2 separate regions of the Rattus norvegicus genome follow, and region 1 is linked to region 2. Evidence: chromatin contacts called from public Hi-C data. All regions are on one chromosome and are shown on one strand. Each heading gives the region's core, a stretch centred on a gene start, on an enhancer-like site or on the middle of the called end of the contact. The rest is flanking DNA. Distances are from core to core; before and after follow the strand shown.

Region 1 (6,696 bases), core at 126-2,625, 50 kb before region 2:
GGCCTTGCTTGGTCACAACCTCTCCTAGTCTCCTGTGGCTGCCAAACCATGTCTAGTGCTCATTTTCTTCCCCCAGATATTCATGATGCTTTGGAAATGAAGAAGAAAACACACACACCCATATTTGGAAAGCTCTGAGCTCTCTTGGGGGCGGGAGCAGAGCACAGACTGTTCTGTAGAAATCGAGGTGTTGCAGTGTGGCACAGGGTGTAGCTGTCCACAGTGGGCTGGGGAGAGTGCAGAGCAGGGGGAGCGGGAAGCAGAGTCCCACTTTAGCTGGATGTCTTGCCCTGTGCCTTGCCCAGCACCAATCAGAGGCGGTAACTTCTGTGCAGAGAGGCCTCAGGTTATGTAGGGACTGCTGGATACGTAGTACTAAATTATTGGTGATGATTACAGCTGGTAATCATCCTAAACATGTCCCAAGCACTTGCCCCTTATTCCCCGTGACCCCTGCTACCCGAGGGACAAGCATGGATAGGGTCCCCGTTTAAGAGAGCGGGTGGGGGTTGGAGATTTGGCTCAGTGGTAGAGCGCTTGCTAGGCAAGCGCAAGGCCCTGGGTTCGGTCCTCAGCTCCGAAAAAAAAAAGAAATGTTAAAGAGAGCGGGTGGGCAGATCATCACTTCACCTCCTCACTGTTGTGTCACCGCGAGATTGCACACCCTGAGTGACAGAGGTTGATCCTGGTTGCCTTGAGGTGATTTGAGCAGCAGCTCTTAGAACCAGTATAGATCTGCAGGAGGTTATGGACAGACAGCCTTTACTAAACAGCACAACCAGCCCTCAGACGTTTTTGTTTAAGCATATCGCGGACACTCTGAAGTTCTGGACTCGTTAAAACTCTAGAACCCAGAACTATATAGCAAGATGATAAACCGAAAGCGGTGGCTTTCACATCTGTCAGGATCCGGACTTTTTGCAGGGGTCAGAGGTCGTTCTGCAGTAGGGGAGCAGCTGCCACCAGGGGTCGCAGGAACCCCGTCAAGATCCAGACGGGAACCACTTTAGCGCATGCGCAGTTGCTCCTTCCCAGGTGCATCTCACACCTAACTTTTTATTTTGTCATTTGTATATTAATACCTTACAGTCCCCACCCCGCCACAAGGCAGGGTGACATAGTGTCCCTACAGGCCGAGTTGGTATTTGCAGTCTCCGAGACTGGGGCCATTGCTTTTTTAAAGGGGAGTTCAGAGATGCAAGGAGAATACTGAGCTACTCGGGCTGCTTTGTTAACCGGAACTTAGTGAGGAGGGTCCGGGAACGCCCAACACTCTCTAGGAGGAAGCTCCACAGCCTGTCTTTGTTCAGCCCGGTCACACCCAGGCTTTTCAGCCTGTCTCAAGTGCCTGGGACTGCTTTAGCAAAGAGTGTACACAGCGACCTTTGAAAAGGGAAAGGAAGCATATGCCTGGGTATGAGAACATTAGCGGGAGCTGTGCCCTGATTCCTCCTGGGTGAAAGTGCTAGTAAGGATGCCCAATGCGGAAGCTCAAGGGTTGCTTGACAGGTTCTTTGAAGTGACAGAATCATGTCTCAAGCTTTAGGAATTGTGTTTGCAAATGAGCATGACCTTCTAGGTGAGATCTAGAACAAGACAGTTCTCTGATCTTTTGTGGTCTGTGTCCCAAGTAACTATTGAAGTAGAAAGCTCAGGAATCAGGGAAGGCCCTGCTAATACCCTCTGAGAGAGATCCGGGACACAACCCCCACCCCTACCCCCCCCACCCCCGCTTATGCTTCTCTATTTCTAGAGAGGACAGGGGGAACCATAGAGGCCCCATTGTTTTTCTTTAAGAAGCCTCGTTCTGCATTTGAAGCTTTGGGATCACTTTGGATGGTGAGGGGGAAAAGTAGCTTTCTGGAGAACTCCATGTGTGGTGGGTACTGATGTCAGAAGTAGGTCACTGCAGAGCTCCTGTGTGCCAATTTTGCTATGGTGGAAGGGAAGCTCAGACTGTGAGGAATAGGACTTGTGTGTGGTGGGTGGGGGATGCTGTCTGGCCTTGTTGGTATGGAGAGCTGCTAGCAAACTGTACATCTTTGATCTCCCCCACCCTTTCTGCTCTAGAGGTCATGGCTGTGCTATGGTAGGAGGTCGCATGCTGTATGGAATGGGCCAGGCATCTCGGATTGCTGGCCAGGGCTTCCTGTTTATATTTAGATGCTGTAAGAAGAGCATAGGCCTTTTACTGCTGTTGACCCACATTCATATTTTATGTTGTTTGTGTTGGTCGACTCTCATTGGTTTTCCTTTTGGAGGCAGTAGGAATTCAGAGACTCCTTAGAAGGCTTTAAGACAGTGCTTTAAGTGACAGTCTGCAGAGGTGTCTATTCTGAATCATTTTTTAAACTTTAAAAGTTATATATGTTTGTTTATTTAGTGTCTGTGTGTACATGTGGAGTGTGGAAGACAGAGGGCGGTTTGCAGGAGTCGGTTCTCTCCTTCCACCATAGAGATTCCAGGGATCAAGCTCAGGTTACAAGGTTAGGCTTAGGTGCCTTGGCTGGTTGGCCATCTTACCTGCCTGTCCTGTCCCCAAGTCTTCAGGGACACTATGTCTGCTGCTGCCTTTTTTTTTTTTTTTTTTTTTTTTTACATTATTTGAAGACTAGCTTCTTTATTCTATACAAGTGGCTCTTCTGAGAAGTCCATCCCAGCTCCACACCTAGTTGCTGCCCACTGGGGTTTCATACAGTGAGGCAAGGACAGTTGCTTATGTCCCCTGATCACTGTCACCCTTGCTTTAGTAGGCTGGGACAGGGGTTCCATTTGTACTGCAGAGTCCTAGTGGGATGTGTCTTCTCTTCTCTGGGAGCAAATGAGCCAAGACCACAGTGATAGGGACAGGGCATCATCACACTCGGGATAGAGTCTGAGGCTGTGCTGGTGGGGATTAACTCTGAGGAACTGGAATGCGGGTGACGGTTGCTTTCTGTTTGAGGCTTTCCTGTATTTTTAGATCTCTCTTACAGGAAAAAAAAAAAAAAAAAGGAAGAGAATTGTCATTGGTACCAGGAAGATGCCTGCTAATGAGGGTGGTGACTATTGGCTCAGTGTTTCTGTATGCCAGGCCCTGGCACTGTCACTGGCACAGTCACTCTGCACGTTTTCGTGACAAGGAGAAAGAGGCTCCAAGATGTTAGACAGCATGCTCCTGACTCACAGGGCGATCGTGCTTAGAAGCAAGGGTTCAAAGCCAGATGTCTGCTCAGAGTCCCATCTGCCCCTACACCTCCTCTTCTACTTGAGAATTCTTCCAGAAGATTATGGTTAGGCAGGTGTGATGTTTTTCAAACAAAACTTAAGAACAAAGCACAACAGTTACCCACATGATCCACTAGTTCCAGGCCTTTCTGTGCAGCCAAGAAAACTAAAGCATAGGCTCTTAGGAGAGGGTGCCATGAAGGCTTGTGGCAGACTCCTCAACTATACAAGAAGTGGGAAACCTCCAGAATTCATTCATCTATTAATGGATTTTTAAAAATGAAGCATTTCCTCCCAGTGGAATATTATTTGGCAATCATAAGGAATAAAGTTTTGAAATACAGAATAGTAGCCATACAATATCATACCAAATGCAGCTTGTGAGCAGCTAATCTTATGCCTGTGCACTTCTTCAATTTAAAAAGCAAGAAAGCTCAACTACTTGCTAAATAATTGTAAACCTAGAAAACATTTTATAAATCTAGCCAGGCACAGAAGATCGCATCCTATACGATTCTGTCCTATGAACTGCGGAGAAACGGCCAATCTATGGAGGCAGAGACTGAGTGAGTGGGCTCCAGGGTCTGAGGAAAGGGGTAGCCTGGGAAAGGGCTGCTGACGGGGCTTCCTTCAGGAGTGATGATAAGGCCCTGGGGTTAGCTGTTCCACTAGCTATACACTAACTAATAATAATTGTGTAGTATTGCAGTATTCAGTAAAGCTTTGCTTAAAAATAGATAAAATCAGAGAAAATTCATATAATTCTCACACTTGGAGTCTTTCCAGCTACTGTTACCTAAAGGCAATAGTGATAAGGTAATAAGCATCAGGCGTGTTGATTTACATACAGGCTCTTGGGGACTTACCACGTGCCAGGCACTGTTTTCATCACATCTTTAGCTTTGCTCCTCTCCTCTCCTCTCCTCTCCTCTCCTCTCCTCTCCTCTCCTCTCCTCTCCTCTCCTCTCCTCTCCTCTCCTCTCCTCTCCTCTTCTCTCTCCTTCCTTTCTCTTCTCTTCCTTCCTTTTCTTTCCTTTCCTTTCCTTTCCTTTCCTTTCCTTTCCTTTTCTTTTCTTTCCTTTTCAAGACAAGGTTTCTCTGTGTAGCCCTGTCTGTCACGGATCTGGCTCTGTACACCAGACTGGCCTTGAACTCACAGCAAGCTGTCTGCCTCTGCCTCCCATTTAGCATTCAGCCATGTATAATGGTCAAAGAAGCGTGGCTTCACAACCCGAATTCTTGGCTATCATAGCTGTAGGCTAAGGCACGGTGACATTACAGGGTGTAATGAAAACCACAGCTGTGGACCCCGACTGGCTGGCTGGATCCCAGCTCTGCCCTTTTTTGCATCATCATAGGTGAGTTACTTAACAGCCCCAGGTCCAGTCCTCTGTCATGAAGCTCTCAGGTAATTGGTGAGTAGCTTTCAACACCTGTTATGTTTGCTATGTGTTAAATACATGTTGATATGTGGTTATTAACTGGAGTCGTTAAAGCATGCATTCGAATCACAAGCTCTCATTTCATGAGTATTTCAGGTTGAATTAGCATCTCATTTGCGTGCAGAATTATAGAGTGAGAGGAAATAATCACTGAAAGTGTTTACTCTAGCAGGTAAATGTCAGTCCAGGATTGGCTTCACTTCTGAGGGTGTGTGTGTGTGTGTGTGTGTGTGTGTGTGTGTGTGTGTGCGCGCGCGCCTATGTGTGTATACATGTATTTAACTCCTAAGAAGGATATGCTGAGTCTAGAAGTAATTCGTGGTGGGCCCCCATAGGGGCCAGCCATGGCTTTTATGCAGGAGCCACTTAAAGTCACAAAAGTTGTGGGTTTACAGAAGCTCATGGGAGGCCTGGAGCTGCGTCCCTCCTTCAGCTCCAGCACTGGGTGTCTCCCTTGGCATCCCCTCTCTCTAAGCCCTGCACACCTCATCCTCCAGTAGATTGTACACACCTGAAACCTGTGGGGATCCTTGAGAGTATAAACACATCTCACAAGTTCAGCAACCCCAGGCTGCCTTTACTGTCGCTCTGTGTTGTGGGTCCTGGACTCTTCCTGAGTCTCCCTTTAGCTTTGGAACTTGAGATCTTAAGCTTTGTCTTACTGCCTTTGAAGCCTACACCACAGTGCTAGGTTATCAGAGATGTGAGATTATATTGAAGTTAGTACGTCCAGTTACAGCCTCTCCCATAGCCCTGTTCCAGCAAGCCTCAGGATGTGCTTTTCCTGTGTCTGACTTCCGGAGCCGTGGTTAAGATAAATGGGAAAACAATGGCAGTTCTTTGGTCTACAGGGCCTCATGTAACACCGACAGCTTTGTCACATTGTAGAGTTGTGAGAAGTTCTCACCCTGTTCATTTCCGTGTGATTTTTTTTTTTTTTTTTTTAAGAATCAAAATGTCACTGGGCCGTAGTGGCACTTGCCTTTAATCCCAGCACTTGGGAGGCAGAGGAAGGTGGATCTCTGTGAGTTCGAGGCCAGCCTGGTCTACAGAGAGAGTTCAAGGACAGCCAGGACTACACAGAGAAACCCTGTCTCAAAAAAGTAAAAAAACAAACCAAAACAAAACAAAACCGAAACAAACAGAATCAAAACACCTGTCTGGCTTTTCCTTTCTGTAGCATGAGTTAGTGTCTTAATAGCTCATAGAACAGACAAATACTAGGAGGCCTGGTGGTCCTGGGATTGCCCAAGGTAGGGCAACTCTTGATGTGAGAGAAAATCAGCTCTGGACTTTGGTTTATAAGATTCCATTTGAAACATTTTCATTGCCTTGCTGGGGTTAGACACTGAATTCACGCTGTTAGCAGCTCTGTAAAAGATATTATCAGAGGGTTGTGTAGTCACAGGGATCAAGGGCCAAAGCATGGCGGCTTTATCATTGATTAGCTACAAAGTCCTAAACCTAATCATGTCTACAGGGTCTTTGAGCATCATCTTTGAAGGTTGGCTGTAGGGATCAGAAACTGCACATCAAACCCAGGCACAGTGCTAGGTTCTGAGAAGCCTATCTAAATGAACCTTGATTAGTATGGTCCAGTCTTGTACCCAGAGAATACTGAGGGCTCTCAGATGTAGCCAGGCATGGAAGAATTCTGTAGTCCTGCCTCAGTGGAACAGTACAGAGGCTGGGCATGTTATGGAGGGCTCCCAGCCTGCTTCTCAGCTGTCCAGCGTCCTGTCCCACAGTGCCCTCCTCATGGTCTTATGGCCCCTAGTAGTACTCAGCTTTCAACATTTTTACCCTGGACAGCCTGGGAATGGGGTGACTGCAGAGCAGGGCTCTGTTTCAACACCTAGGCTGTCTTGCAGTGTCCACTTTTGACTCCTGCACAGCATATGGGCAAGTCACTTCCAAGACTTTCTTTCTCCCTATGTTTAGGATACAGATAGTACCTACTGGGTGTCAGTAAATAGCTAGTGTGTGTGGATGAGCTGTGAGAGCAAGGGGTGTGCGATCCAAATGATTTTATCATTATTAGTTCATT
Region 2 (5,901 bases), core at 1,818-4,317:
CGTGGCTGTCACACCCTCCATTGCTATATCTAGGCTGCAGCTGGCTTGCTCTGTAGAGCCCTTTGCTAATGAGGCCAAGGTTGTGGGTTTGATCCCTGGCCCCTGACTACAGAGGCCATCTGTCTTCACAAATGCATGTCACTGGATCTGAGGCAAAGAGTATGTTCAGAGGGAGAAGCTAGGCTTTGCTCTGGGAAACCTGAGTATCCTTTGGTACCGGGAAGCTACTTCTGATGTCACACGTTTTCAGGACAGATGAAGCCAAGGGTTATAGTCGTGAAGAAGAAGCAGGATTCTCAAGCTGGGAACTAGGGGCTATTGACCTCAAGGAGATAAATGGTACATTCTAGTGTTCCTGTTGACAGCGTCCACGGTGGGGGTGGGTCTGTCCTTCTGTGTGAGAATCTGCTCTAGCTGTTCCCTGGTAGTCATAAAAACTGAAAGGGAAAGAGATTTCAGAATGCAGGCTCCTGCTCCCTCTTTTCTTTCCTGAGGATCTCCTGCTCGCTGGCTCGCAGCTGGCGTCCTGCCAGCTCTGTGAGGCTGCTGAGACCAGGAGAAGTAGATACTAAAAACAAACAAATAAACAAAGAAACCAGACTTGGCCCTCAAGGTGCAGAGTTTGTCTGGTGAGCTAATTGTGGCTAGTCCTGCTAGGAGTGTTTGCAGCCTTGCTGGGATCCCCCCAGGAAGCAACACTTGCTGCTTGGAAAGGAGGTTAGGAAACATCCAAGTGAAACCTTAGCTTTGGTCCCTTGGACTCTTGACACCAAGAGAAACATGTGGAGGTACAAGCATAGACAGGGTTTTTTAAACTACCTGCACGTGTTTCCCCCCTCCAAACCTTCACATGTACATGTCTCTGAAACTTGTTAGCTTTAGAATCCTGACAGTAGATGTTGTGGTGTGGGAGGAAAGCCTGCTTGGCCTCCATGCTACTCAGAGCTCTGTCCCAGGTGTTAGGAGGGTACGTCACTGCACTGTCTGCCAGCCGAGGCTTAGTGATGGGGGAGAGGGGCAAAGAGGCAGGAAAGCGCACCTTCCATGGGTTTGGTCATTTGGCTCCTAGTGTTTAAGCAGACACCCAGTCAGCTGGCTGCTGTTGCTGTTCTTACAGTGTGTGAGGGAAGGCACACTCTGTTCTCTGGAGCATCCTCGGGGACCTGCTAACCTGATAGGAAAATGCTCAACTGGTTGAAACAACCAACTGCTTGTGCAGCTCAGGGCCTGTCCGTAAGAAAGAGACTGGAAAAAGTCAAGCCACTTCTTGGCTCAAGACATGCATTGGTTGACTCGTCTTATAATTGATTTTTGCTTAGAAAATTTCGACCAAAGAGAAATTGAAATTGTGTTTACTCTGGAAGCCTGGCTCCCCTTCCCTTAACCAGTACAGAGGGTTCACATCAAGTATGAAGACTCCTATTTGCAACACAAAGTTTTCATGACAACTGAATTTATATTACTGTCCTGAGCCAAACTTGGAAGTCAGTAGAAAATTTAGAAGTACATGGTTAGGGGTTAAGATAGCACTGGCTGCTCTTGCAGAGGACCTGGGTTCAGTTCTCAGGACCCACATGACAGCTCACTGTTCCATGGTATCTGATGCCTTCTTCTGACCTCTGTGGGCACTGCGTACACGGGGTACACTTACATACGTGCAGGCAAAACACTCACATATAATACATACATACACACACACACACTGCATGGTGAAGGAGAGAAATTTTCTTTTTCTATGTCTTCTAGGAAATGAAAGGGTAAGAAAGGAAAGCATGCTAAATTTGACCTTGTTAGGCCCTCGGAGGCAGAAATGTCCTCACGTACTCTCACCATGTCAGCCTTAGCTTTCTGTGAGGAGCTGAGGTTGGAGCTCTGGCTCTTTTCAGAGTGCACCTCCCTCTTGTTGGATAGGACACAGGGGATTATACCAAAGAGCTGTAACTGTTCAGAGTTGTAAAACAAGATTTGTGCCAGCTCAAGCTTATGCTAACGATGTGAATTTGGAGCTCAGTGCTGGAAAAAGCTGCTTCAGAGCTGCATTGGGAGCTGGGCCTGTGGCAGTGATGAAGATCTTAATGTAAGAATGGGGCATTGAGACTGCAGGGACACTTCAAATATTGACATGGAGCATTCTGCAGAAGACCTCCCATAGCATAGGAAATAATTTTAAGGAATTGACAAGTAGGGTTGCATGAGTTAAAAAGCTTCTTCATAGCAAAGGAAGCAATCACCAGAGTTAAGACAGACCACAGATTGGGGTCTATTTATGCCAAATAAACATTAGATGGGGACTAATAGGTAGGATACATAAAGAACTGTAAAAAATGACCCCCACTCTCCCACTCATCCTGCCAGTGAATGGGCTGTTGAACTGAATAGATGTGTAACCAGCCTAGATCTTCTTCAGCAGAGTGATATATAATGAAAATAGATATTCAGTTGTGAAGAACAACAGGAGACGTTTGAGGGAGGTAGGGAGGGACAGAGAGAGAATGTGAGTCAGAGATGAAAGTGGAAGGGGGACTCTGAGAGGGGGAAGAAGGGAGAGGGAAGGGATCAGGCAGAGGAGGAAGGGGAGGATGGGTAGGTAAGAGGAGCCATGAGAATAAGGAATAATGACGTATTTATGAAATGCCACGATGAAACCCATTACTTATATGTTAACTTAATATTTAATTTAAAAATTGAAAATAAAAGGAGGGAGGGCTGGAACCTTCTCAGTTGTACAGACAACTGTGGGGCTAGCACTGACTCACAGGGGGTCAAGCCTGGAGGGCGAGATTCTAGAGAACAACAACAAAAGCAGACAGAGAAGGGGGCGAGAAGACAGGGAGTGGGTGAAGGGTAGAGGAGGCTGACCCCATTGTGAAGAGAGGTGAGTTGACCAAGCATAGGCTGAGGGACACTGCCAGCTCTGCCTGTTGGACTGGGCACAGCAGTGGTACAGGGAGCCGCAGTGGAGTGGCCTCCAGTTGGCTGAGCACGAGCTGGTCCTGAAGACTGCAGGCCCTTTCCTCCTGGTCTTAGCTGAATGTTGGAGCTGCTCCGGCCTGAGAGAAACACGCCCAGCACAGGAAGCTTGAGGAAGCAAAGTGCAGGAGATGACCCAAGTTCTGACATCTTGCCAGAGCGTGTGCTGCTTGATTCTGGCAAAAACCTTACCGTAATGAATTCTGACATCATTGCGCCATCTCAGTCAAGGGCGTTGAGAAGGAGTAAATGACCTCCTGTCAGGAGTCTGTGGAAACCCTCAGAACCCGGGGAATTCCTTGGCACTCTGATTTTCAGCTTAGCGTGGAAACTTTAAGCAAGTTTGTTCTAGGTATGTAATGGGCCTCAGCATTTTAGGAACAAACCGATAGTTTAGAAATATATACTCAGTCATGTGGGTTTTGTTCATTTTCCTCATACTGGACAATTTCGTGGCATTTAGAATGTAATTTCCTTTTTCTTCCTTGCCACCATGATTAAACATTTAGTGTTTTTTCCGTTCAGTGGCAAATAGGAAGTGATTGAGCAATATGTGACTTTAAAATGTTTGTTATAGAATATTTGGTGAGAACTGAAGAACTTGGTAATTAGGGTGCTTGTGACTTTTCCTAGTATTTAAAATGTGCCATTCCTTCCCTGCTGTCCTGGGATGCCACACTCCCATGCCCAGCCCACACAGCCCCAGGCCTGCTCCACTCTGCAGTGCCCTGGACTTTTTGTTTAGAAGCAGAATTCTTTTGAGCTGAGGAGAGCTTGATTCTGAACCCTGAACACAGTCCAGGAACAAGGTGGGAAGACCTGGAGCCAGCTTGAACTCACTCCAGAGTCTTCTCAGGAGCCAGTACCTCTCGCTGATCTCTCTCATCCGGCTCAGCCCCCGTCTACCTGAAGATGTGTGTGTTCCTCCAGCAGAGGGCCTCCGTCCTGCATGGGAGAGACCAGTCAGCCAGACAGGGGAACTGGGTTCTTTCCTCACCATTATCAGTTAGCTGAGGGCGAACAGCAGGCACAGGGCTCCACCTGGCTTAATAGGTTTGCTTTCCAGTTTGAACCAGTACCTAAGGAGCATCTCATTAGCTGTCATCCCCAGAGCACAGAGTTTATGCTATTTGTGTGTGTGAAGTAATACACATCTGAGCTCTCAGACTCATGTGTTCTTTCCTCTCAAGCCATCTCTGCTTTGTAGAGCATGTTCTTCTTTTGTTCACGGTGGTAACAACATGGTGGAAAGCTCCCAGCTTGCTCTCTTGCTAGGCTTTGAGCCTGAGCAAACGCTTTCACTTCTATGTAAGCTAGACTGTTGGATCATTTCTGGCTAGAAAATTCTCTGCTTCTATAACTCTATAAATAGTTCATTCTGCAAAGAGGACATGGGAGACGCCCCAAATGACCAGGTCCTATTTGTAGCCTTCCCACAGTTATAATATTTAGCTTTGATGTGCTGTTCAAGGTCTAATTTCCACAATGGCGAAGCAGTTCTTTCTGTGGTCTACCAGAACCTACAGCGACATCACCTCAGGAATGCCTTGCTTCAGGACTCAGAGTGCTGCCCCTTATGTACACAGTGGACATTTAATCGGTGATATGGAAATAAAATTAGCTGTCACAGTCACTCCCTTTTGAGCTGCAACTGTTTCCTCCCCTTATCCTCCCCACAGCAGTGTTCCCCATGAACACGAATCCCATACAAGCGAGTGAAGGGGCAGGCAGATTAGATTGCATGTCCCAGGGCCCACCCCTAATTTTTGTTGATGTCTCCAATGGACCTCCTTAGTGCTGCTCAGAGTCCTGAGCACAGGCTTCTCTGTCTATGCCACCACAAAGCTCCTGAGCTAACAGCATCTCATCTGTGTGGGTGTGAGGGCTGGGGGAGTATTTACATATTGGACCAATCAGTCAGTATCTTAAAGTTGTTCTGGGCTTTTGTTGTGAATGAGAACTCGGAGAAGCCATCACTCCCATGGTGCTTGCCTCTTACAGAAACACGTTTTTATCTCATACCTTTGCATGATTAAAATGCAACCCAGACAAGAGCTAGATGCCTTGATCATCTGTCACAGCCTCCGGAGGCTGGCTGACAGTCTTGCACCTGCTGACTCATTTTATGGCTTTTTGGGAAGGTGAGATGTGTTCTAATAAGTGTGTTATAAGTATCACCGAGTTATGTCATAGATGGTGGCAGTGCTCACTGTAAAGGAAATGGCTGGGGGGTGTTCCCAGACAAAGAGGCCAGACCCAGCATCCCGAGAGAACAAGTACAGCCTGGCTATATTGGCCAGGATGTTCTGAAGAATGGTTTGTCCTTACTGAAGTACTCTGCTAGCCTTGTCTTGGTGGCCCACATAGGATGATGAGTGGAATGTGTTCTGATCAAACACAGGAAGGCAGGCCCCAGTCAGTCCACAGTGATTCTCAGAGGCCTTTGGCCCTTTGCTGCTTTTTGTCAGTTCCGAGTTGTAGGGCTCCTGAGATGGACTTACCAGGCAGTGGTTTCTGTTCTGAAAGACAAGAAGTGATTGAGTAAGGCTGTCCCTTCTTTTTCGTACTTTTTCTCCTTCTGCTCATGAATTTTCAGCAAGAAGCCTCATCCACATTGCATGCAGGGCCTTGCTGAGTCTGTAACTGCCCAGTGTTGTCTGCCCCTTTAAATGAAGGTGCAGACTCCAGAACCTCTCTGGGGTACCGTGAGTTTGAAAATAGACTCCTGTGAGATGTGTCTTACCTTTTGTTCTTTGCCTCAGAACTGAGTTTTAGGCTTTTGTCTCCTTGAGGAAATTTGATTTGGTCTAAAAAGCGCATGCGTGCACACACACACACACACACACACACACACACACACACACACATCATCATCATCATCATCATCATCATCATCATCAGTGTTAGGACAGTTGCTCATAACCAGACTGA

What was found. A called contact is a pair of places that touch in the nucleus more often than the background predicts.
Region 1: a Hi-C map of prefrontal cortex shows a contact between it and region 2, with 4 times the contacts expected there. The contact joins two enhancer-like sites. A contact is called at or near these places in 6 of 12 Hi-C or Micro-C datasets (Schwann cells, frontal cortex, kidney and 3 more).

What each region holds. Positions count from the first base shown.
Region 1 is chr6:125,482,375-125,489,070 of GRCr8, reverse strand. All of the region lies in intron 3 of Ttc7b (tetratricopeptide repeat domain 7B), which reads left to right. Among named protein-coding and RNA genes, the nearest start is that of Ttc7b, 43 kb to the left of the region's middle. Within about 2 kb of position 1,375, at least 37 of the 93 cell types and tissues checked have an H3K27ac peak or open chromatin away from gene starts, as enhancers often do.
Region 2 is chr6:125,435,002-125,440,902 of GRCr8, reverse strand. All of the region lies in intron 5 of Ttc7b (tetratricopeptide repeat domain 7B), which reads left to right. Among named protein-coding and RNA genes, the nearest start is that of Ttc7b, 91 kb to the left of the region's middle. Within about 2 kb of position 3,067, at least 19 of the 93 cell types and tissues checked have an H3K27ac peak or open chromatin away from gene starts, as enhancers often do.